Regions from separate parts of the Zea mays genome. Here region 2 is linked to region 1. The links are chromatin contacts, called in public Hi-C maps. All regions are on one chromosome and are shown on one strand. Each heading gives the region's core, a stretch centred on a gene start, on an enhancer-like site or on the middle of the called end of the contact. The rest is flanking DNA. Distances are from core to core; before and after follow the strand shown. Region 1 has its middle 28 kb from the start of LOC103637963. Region 2 holds the start of LOC103644867.

What was found. Hi-C and Micro-C count contacts between places; a contact is called where the count stands out from the background.
Region 2: a contact with region 1 is called in a Hi-C map of endosperm, with 2.7 times the contacts expected there. The contact joins the promoter of LOC103644867 here to the enhancer-like site in region 1. A contact is called at or near these places in 3 of 25 Hi-C or Micro-C datasets (ear, endosperm and tassel).

What each region holds. Positions count from the first base shown.
Region 1 is chr1:115,321,012-115,324,753 of Zm-B73-REFERENCE-NAM-5.0, reverse strand. No RefSeq gene overlaps it. Among protein-coding and RNA genes, the nearest start is that of LOC103637963, 28 kb to the right of the region's middle. Within about 2 kb of position 1,888, at least 17 of the 20 cell types and tissues checked have an H3K27ac peak or open chromatin away from gene starts, as enhancers often do. A contact at or near this core is called in ear, endosperm and tassel, where this site is marked.
Region 2 is chr1:115,536,771-115,540,512 of Zm-B73-REFERENCE-NAM-5.0, reverse strand. It overlaps LOC103644867, which reads left to right and starts at 1,862. Exons shown (of 9, transcript XM_035964076.1): 1 at 1,862-2,388.

The DNA of each region.
Region 1 (3,742 bases), core at 639-3,138:
CGAGCTCGTTATGAAAAAAACAACATAGCACCACGAAGGGGCTACTATTGGGGTCTCCTTCTCTGCCGAAGGTCCTTAGGACGAAGGAATCGTCTACAACTAAAGGGACAGAGCTCCGAAGCTGCAACAGGCATCCACAAAGTGTCGAAGGATTATAGCTTCGACTCAAGATGGTTACGAAGGTCAGACGTGACATTGAGCTAGAGAGGAAAAGACTCGTTAATCCTTAATACTTGTATTAGGATAATGTGTAGGTATCAGGGTCATAAATGTACTTTTGCTTGGATTGTGTTCCTTGCCTATAAATAGATGAACAGTACCATCGTACTGTTCACGCTGGATTGGAATTGTCCTCACTCTTTTTACCTTCGAGCAAGCCGAAGGTACAAGTGTAATGTACATTTTGTATCGTTTTATTAATATATGAAGTGGATTGTAGCATTGTTTTATCATGTGATATGAAATGAGTAAATAACATAATGTTACATCTGTAATAATGTTTTTATATTTGTGAATGATGAAGACTTGTTCTTCATGACCTTCGTCCGAGGCTCGTTATATCCGGAAGGAGATAATGTTTCGAAGGGCGAAGGTCTTTAATATTTAACAATTGTCTTGCCTTGTTTCTGGTTCACAGCAATAAAAAACAAGTAACCAACAGATCCGATGTGGCGTGATAGGGTGCGTCATGCAAAGGATGTGTGGGCACTACACCCTGAGTAGGTTGGTCGAGTGACGGTTTAGTGCATGAATGCACTGCATCGCCTGCAGGCCTTATAGAGCGAGGCCATGACACACCTGACTGGCCTAGCTCAGACTGGCAAAATGTAATACCCAAATTATAGTAAACAAATGAGAAGAAGTTTGGGATTTATAGTATATGGATTTTTTTCTTTCATTTAGCACATACATGAATATACATATACAAATTTGCATGAATAAAATCTTTAATATATAATATTTCATCTGGCTGGTATTCATACTTGTGCACTGGATCACTATGTGGGACTCACAAACAAATTTGAATTTGAATATTAGAATTTGAAAACAAAAAGGAAATTCAAATTAGAATAAAAAAGAGAAAAGGGGCAACACAGTCCTTGGGCCGAAATCTGCAGGTCCTGGCCCAATAACTCGCGCCACCGGCCTGTTTCCAGCGCCGTGCGCTGATCGGCGGGCCCCTGCGGGCGACCTCTCAGCGCGCCCTCGCACCCGATGACTGGTGGGCCGAGGTTGGCGGGGTGTCCGCGCTTCGCGTTCGACGTTGACACTGATGGGTGGGGTCCTCTGGTCAGCCCTTTCTTTTCCACCGTAACGGACTCGGCGCGAATTCGCCACCGCGGCGTTGGATCATGGCAAAGCCCTTCGGGACCCAGAGGTCCTTCCTGTTAGCCCACGCACGAAAGCACCGAGCCGTTGCCGTCGTTCCGAAATCGCAAGCCACGCAAACCCATCCCGCCGAGAGAGAAAGAACCCGCTACCGACGTCGTTCATCCATGAAGGTGCTCGAGGTCCGGGGTTGAGTCTTAGAGCCGCACAGGACCACGTGGAGTGTGTGCCACTCCTCCCCGGGCGTGATCGACAACCTAGGAGCTAGAGATTGCTCGCCGGAGTTCAAAACCTACGCCAAGCTATTCCCCACCGTGGACCTGCTCGACTGTCGCTTAATCCTCCGGTAAGTTCTCACGAACAGTTTCGCCTTGCGCTCCACATTGAAATAGGGCTAGTAGCGTTCTTAATTCTACCCTTGAAGCGTCTGGCGCCTTCCTCCAGCCATGGCACCACCGCCGAGCTAGGCCCGCCGTCGCTGGTGCCGGTAAGGTGTGGGGGATATCATCAGTGTCGTCGATCTTGTATCAATGGCTAGGATTAAAACCCTGAATACCCCTGGGCATAATTAAATCCTACCCGTCCGATCCGATCGAACGGTTGGAGGTGCTGGCAGGCGTGGAGGTCTAGCAGGCCATCGATCTCTCATCATGCGGATGTCGCATAATACCGTTTCATAATTAAACTGTGGCCATTCAGATCTAATCCAGTGGCTCCAGTGCGTGCGTACCCCTTGGCACGAATCCTTTTTGCATATGAGTCCCTGTGTTTCTCGTTTAACAAACCGCCATCCATCCTTATGCAAAGAGTCTTACACCCGGGCCCAGAATTTTATGAAAGTGACCATGTGTTCCTCAGTAATACTCGCCTAAGTCCATATTTTATTAAACCCTATATAATGACCATGTGACCATTCTAGTGTAGAAATAATTCCAGGATTTTGTTTAATTCATAATTAATTCATTTTAACTCCTATTTGACCCATTCTAGTTGCATTAGCTTGGTAATAAAATTTCCTATGCATTAAGAATACTAATTATGACATCTCACATACTTGTACGAACATGAATCTATTTAGCTTATGTTTAATTGAGTGACTAGCTTGTAATAAAGGTCAACCTGCTCATAATTATAATTTGACCACAATAAGATTTATGATCAAGTTGCGACCTAGAATAAATCAGTTATTTCTGTTTAATATATTTATCACATGAACTATATTCACATGGAAATTATCTTTACTTAATCACCTACGACTTTGGAAATTCACATCTTATTCATTTTAACTCCTATTGATGTGATTCTCAAAACTACGATATCGTTGCGATGCATAGATCATTATTATATTATATGTTCTCATGTTTGGTGTGATGTTAATTTCTCCTATGCAATGTTTGTTTGTATTGTTGCGAGTAGACGAGCAAGCAACTGAGGAACCCGGTGCTCAGCAGATAGAGGATACTGAGAAGGAGCTCACTGAAGGCAAGTTATACCCTTGATCACTCTTCTTACCCAATAATGTTCCTGTTAATCATTATGATATGTATAGGTTAATTTTGCTGGGACCCAATAGGTTACCCTAGTTTGGTCTTCTTTATACCTTGTTTACCAGTGAACTTTTGGGTAGTATATGCTATTGCTCTTTGTGATTTTGGGTGTTAAGATACACATTATTCATGATCATACTATTTATTATCAATGAGTTATTTACTATTCATGATAAGATCATTATGTTAATTGGAACATGGAGCAACCACCCGAGAAAACAGTGCTACCACAAGGGCGGTATGGGACGCCCGTGGCTGACTAATTTTATCGAATATTTATGCGCCGTCGCAACACACGAATATTGTACTATATGTTGTACGATAAACCTTGTAATAAATTCTCGTGTACTTACGCTTAAGATAACATTCGTGCTCATGTTGAAGGCTACCATTTTACTTGGAAGCAAATTTAATGTTTCTGTTTAATTGTAATACCCTAAGACAAAGGTACTTAGGTTGTCATTTGCTTCTTCTGTCTTATATATTTTTTGGCACATGCTTGTGCGTGCTTTCATTACAGGGAACTATATATGTTTAATCTTCTTGAACTAAGAGCTTGAGCCCCCGACACAGTTGTCCTTTATTTTCAGAAGGCTGCTTCGATATGACAACATACTTTCTTTGATGTTTTAAAATATGTTGCTGCCCAGTCACCTCAAAAGTCAAGGCAACACCCTCATCAGGTGTGGATCGAATGCACTATTACCCTTTTTTGTCAAATAAAACCATTGTACATTATAATTTGTTGTTCAGTGTTCATCATGTTTATGTAGAAACCTTTTGTTATGTTCTCTAATGCAATAATGATCATGATGTCATACTAAGTTTAGCAGTTATGTTGTTGAAAGATGCATTTGCTACTACTT
Region 2 (3,742 bases), core at 613-3,112, 220 kb before region 1:
AATTAAATTATACTCACAAAGATCAAACACTAGAATAAGCGGACTGAGAGTATAGGAGTTTTTTGGATCTCAGATATCCCGAACACTCGGCTTCGTAAAATTAATATCCCCATCATTACAATTTGATTTCTAGTATTATAACAGCCTCTTCTTTGCACTTTTGTTATCCTTCCACAGTCATCAACAGCTGACTTTCGTTGAATAGCTCCGATCCCGTTCTTCTCCACCTCGCGCCGCCGCATCTCACGCACGTCGCCGCCCCTCCAGCTTGCGGCAGCACTCGGCGTGCTCCGCCAGCGCTTGCCCCTCCACGACTGCCATACGCGGAGGCGTCACACAGCTCATCATGCCCCCATCCTCCGCCGTTGGGCATGACCTCCCAGACGGCAACCTCCACAGCCTCTAGAAGCTGCAACAGTAGGGCAGCGACGACGCCAGCTTCCACTCAGGGACAACTTCTCCAGGTAATCTGGCACGCCGTCACCAACTACGGCACCTGGGTCTTCGTCTTCATCTTCGGCTACGGGTACAACATGGGTGTGCAGCTCACTGGCCTCCCGGGCTTCGTCACCGCCATGGTGCTCTTCTCCGTAGCTACTCACGAGGGGGCATCTAGAACATGGGCATCATGGCCATGGCGTGCACGTTGAGCGGGAGATGGCGGCGTGCCGCAGCCGACGCCGGCTTCGATTACGGGTGGTGGAGCCTGACCATCACTCGGACATGGCCACCTTTGTGGTGCTGGTGAACTCGGCGGGGTGGGCGTGCACAGCACCGGCTCACCGGCATGGTGTTTCTGCCCATGGCTCCGTGCGGATCTAGATGGTGTCGTTCGACGTGATGGGGTGGCTCACTCACGTCACGTTCAAGGACCTCGTGGCGGACATGGAGGTGAGCTACAGGACTACAACATGTGGCCGGAGGAGAGCTCGCTGGTGATCAGTACCAGAGTTTCACGGACGATGACGGTAGTCTGGGCGACTGTCCCTCAGCTCCTCCGTCCACACGCGTGATTTGAGGCTGTTAGCGGTTGATGGCTGTCTAAGACGGTTTAAACTGGGAAGAATAACAAAAGTTCAAAGAAGAGGCTGTTATAATACTAGAAATCGAATTGCACACGTGGGGATACTAATTTTACGAAGCCGAGTGTTCGGAATATATGAGATCAAAAAGCTCAGAGTTATAGGTGTACATTTGGGCGGGGCTTGATGGGCCGGCCCGAAGCACGAAAAAAAGCACGGCCCAGGCACGACACGTCCCAAAATATTTTAGTGCCGGGCCGGCACGACCCGTTATTTCGAGCCGGGTTTGGGCCGAGGTCACGGCCCATGGCGGGCACGAGCACGACCCGTTTAAGGCAGGCACGAAATGACCCATATAGAGACACGAAAAGGCCCATATATTTATTAAAACCACACTTCATTCCACACTTTCATATACTTGATAAAGAACACAAAGCTAGAGATAATACTAGTTAGATGTTTTTTGTAGCTTTGAATTACAGTATGTGATGTAATTTTACTTTTGTTATGAACATTAGACAATAAACTAAACTTACGAACTTTGTATAGAGCTGATTATACTCTTTTTCCTTCTAATAAAATGATTTGTAAACGAGGTAGTCATTGCATAGCTGTAGTAACTTTAATACAAATATTAAGTTTGCTTTTGTTCAAATTTATTTGGCTTATCTTTTATTTGTTTTATTATTTTTTGAATTTAGGGCTCTGATGTGAATTTTGGGCCAAAAACTAAATTTCGGGCCAAAAATTGAATTTCGGGCTCTAATGTAAATTTCGGGCCGCCCGAAATAAGTACAGCACGTTTAAACAATTACGGGCCGGGCCGTGAGCCGAGGACTAGGCCCATGGGCCGGCTCAGTACGACCCGAAATTCAAACGGGCCGGACCCGGCCCGAAATTCAAAAAATACGTGCCTTTTCGGATTTAGGCCGGACCGGGGGAGGCCGGGCTGGCCGAATGTACACCTATACTCAGAGTATAGATATGGCCTTGCGAATCAGCGAGATTACCCTTCTGACATTTTGTAAATACCCGCACGGCCATAGATCCGCACGCTACCCTCGGCATCGTTGCCGGCTGCCCTTCCTCGCTCCCCACCACTCCGTTCCATCCCTCGCCTGCCTTCGCACGGGTGTGCCGCCCGTTCGACGGCCACGCCGCGCCGCTGCCCCGGCGCCCGCCCTTCCTCGTCGAGCTCGGGATCGACGTCTCCCACACCTCCTCGCGCCCGTTCCGGGCTCCGCATCCGGCCCCTCCCCGTCCCCAACACCATTCCGCAGCAGGCGACCAGCACAACATCCGGAATCCCCCGCCGCGCCTTCGGCTCGTCGTCGCTCCTCCTCCGCGTCCCGCCACCCCCCGCACGGTATGATTGGTGTCGCCTCCCACATCCTCTCCGTTTACCCTGTGGCTGTAGACGAGCTCCAGATCGGGAAAGGAATTTTTTTTGCCTTGTTTCAATTTATGCACTTGTGAGACGCTGATGCACGCGATTTGAAATTAATTAGTTTATTGTAGTGGACATGATGGATTGACGAATAGAATAGCAAATGCTTTGCGTCTTTGTTTAGCCAAATACGTTCAAGGAGAGTGGAAAGGGAACATATCAGGTGCACAAGAGACTCGTGCACATGGTGATGCTAGTTGCTTGCTTGTTATGGGTGGAATTTGTCTGTGGACGGGGCAAGATCTAACTCAGCATAAGTCTAAGGCTAACGATGCTATCTATACTCCTATATAACTAACCGATTTCAGTAAAACCTACCCAATTAAAACCATTCATACTCATAGCATCCTTTAAATTCACTAAACAAATCGCATCCATAAATAACACACCGTCAAGCCAATAGTTCATATATTTGGATCATCCTCTCTTACACCTAAATCCAATCCCTTCCTGCTACCACTGCGTCCCCTACCTCCTGACCATGTCGCCCTCTCTGCTCCCTCTAACTCGCGTCGCCGCTATCGGCCCCTTCTCTCATCTTTTGAGCCGTAGCATTAGTACAGATAATTGACTAGTCTGATTAGATTCATAAGCTATCTCGAACCAACTTATGACTTCACTGGTTGATTACATAAGCTAAAATATGACTCAACTTATTGAAAATTGAAAAATGTAATAAGTTAAAACGAGCTATTGAACGAGTTCGCATCATAGCCTTCCCAGTCCTCCCGTGCCACCGCTCGGTCCCAGACTCCCACGTCACACCACCCAATCCTTTTGTTTCCTCGTCTCATCTATGCATTAGCAGCCGACACCATCCAGGAAAGGATCGACACATTAATTAATTAACATGACAGTTAATTATATTATATTATGCGAGGAAAAAGGGCACAGACTGACCTTACTAGTTACTAGTACAGCCCCTCTCCCCGCGGCACTTGATTATCTCTCCCTGTTTTTTTCTTTCAAACAAAAAAAAATAGGAAAATATAATTTTTATTTTTATTGGAAAAAGTTTTTTAATTTTATCTTAATTGTTATCCAGTTGACGTGTGTGAATGATAAAAAATACTGATAGTAGAGAAGGAAACAAGTAGAGATATAATCGAGTACAGACAAATATTACTCATTCTATATTAGTTTTTATATTTTCTCTTTAAATTCAGATCGGATGCCGATTTTATCAAATTGTATCGGATAAAATTTAAATAAATATCGATATTTTAAACATTCAACTTTAATGCCTCCTTTGAAATGGAGGATCAGTAAAACA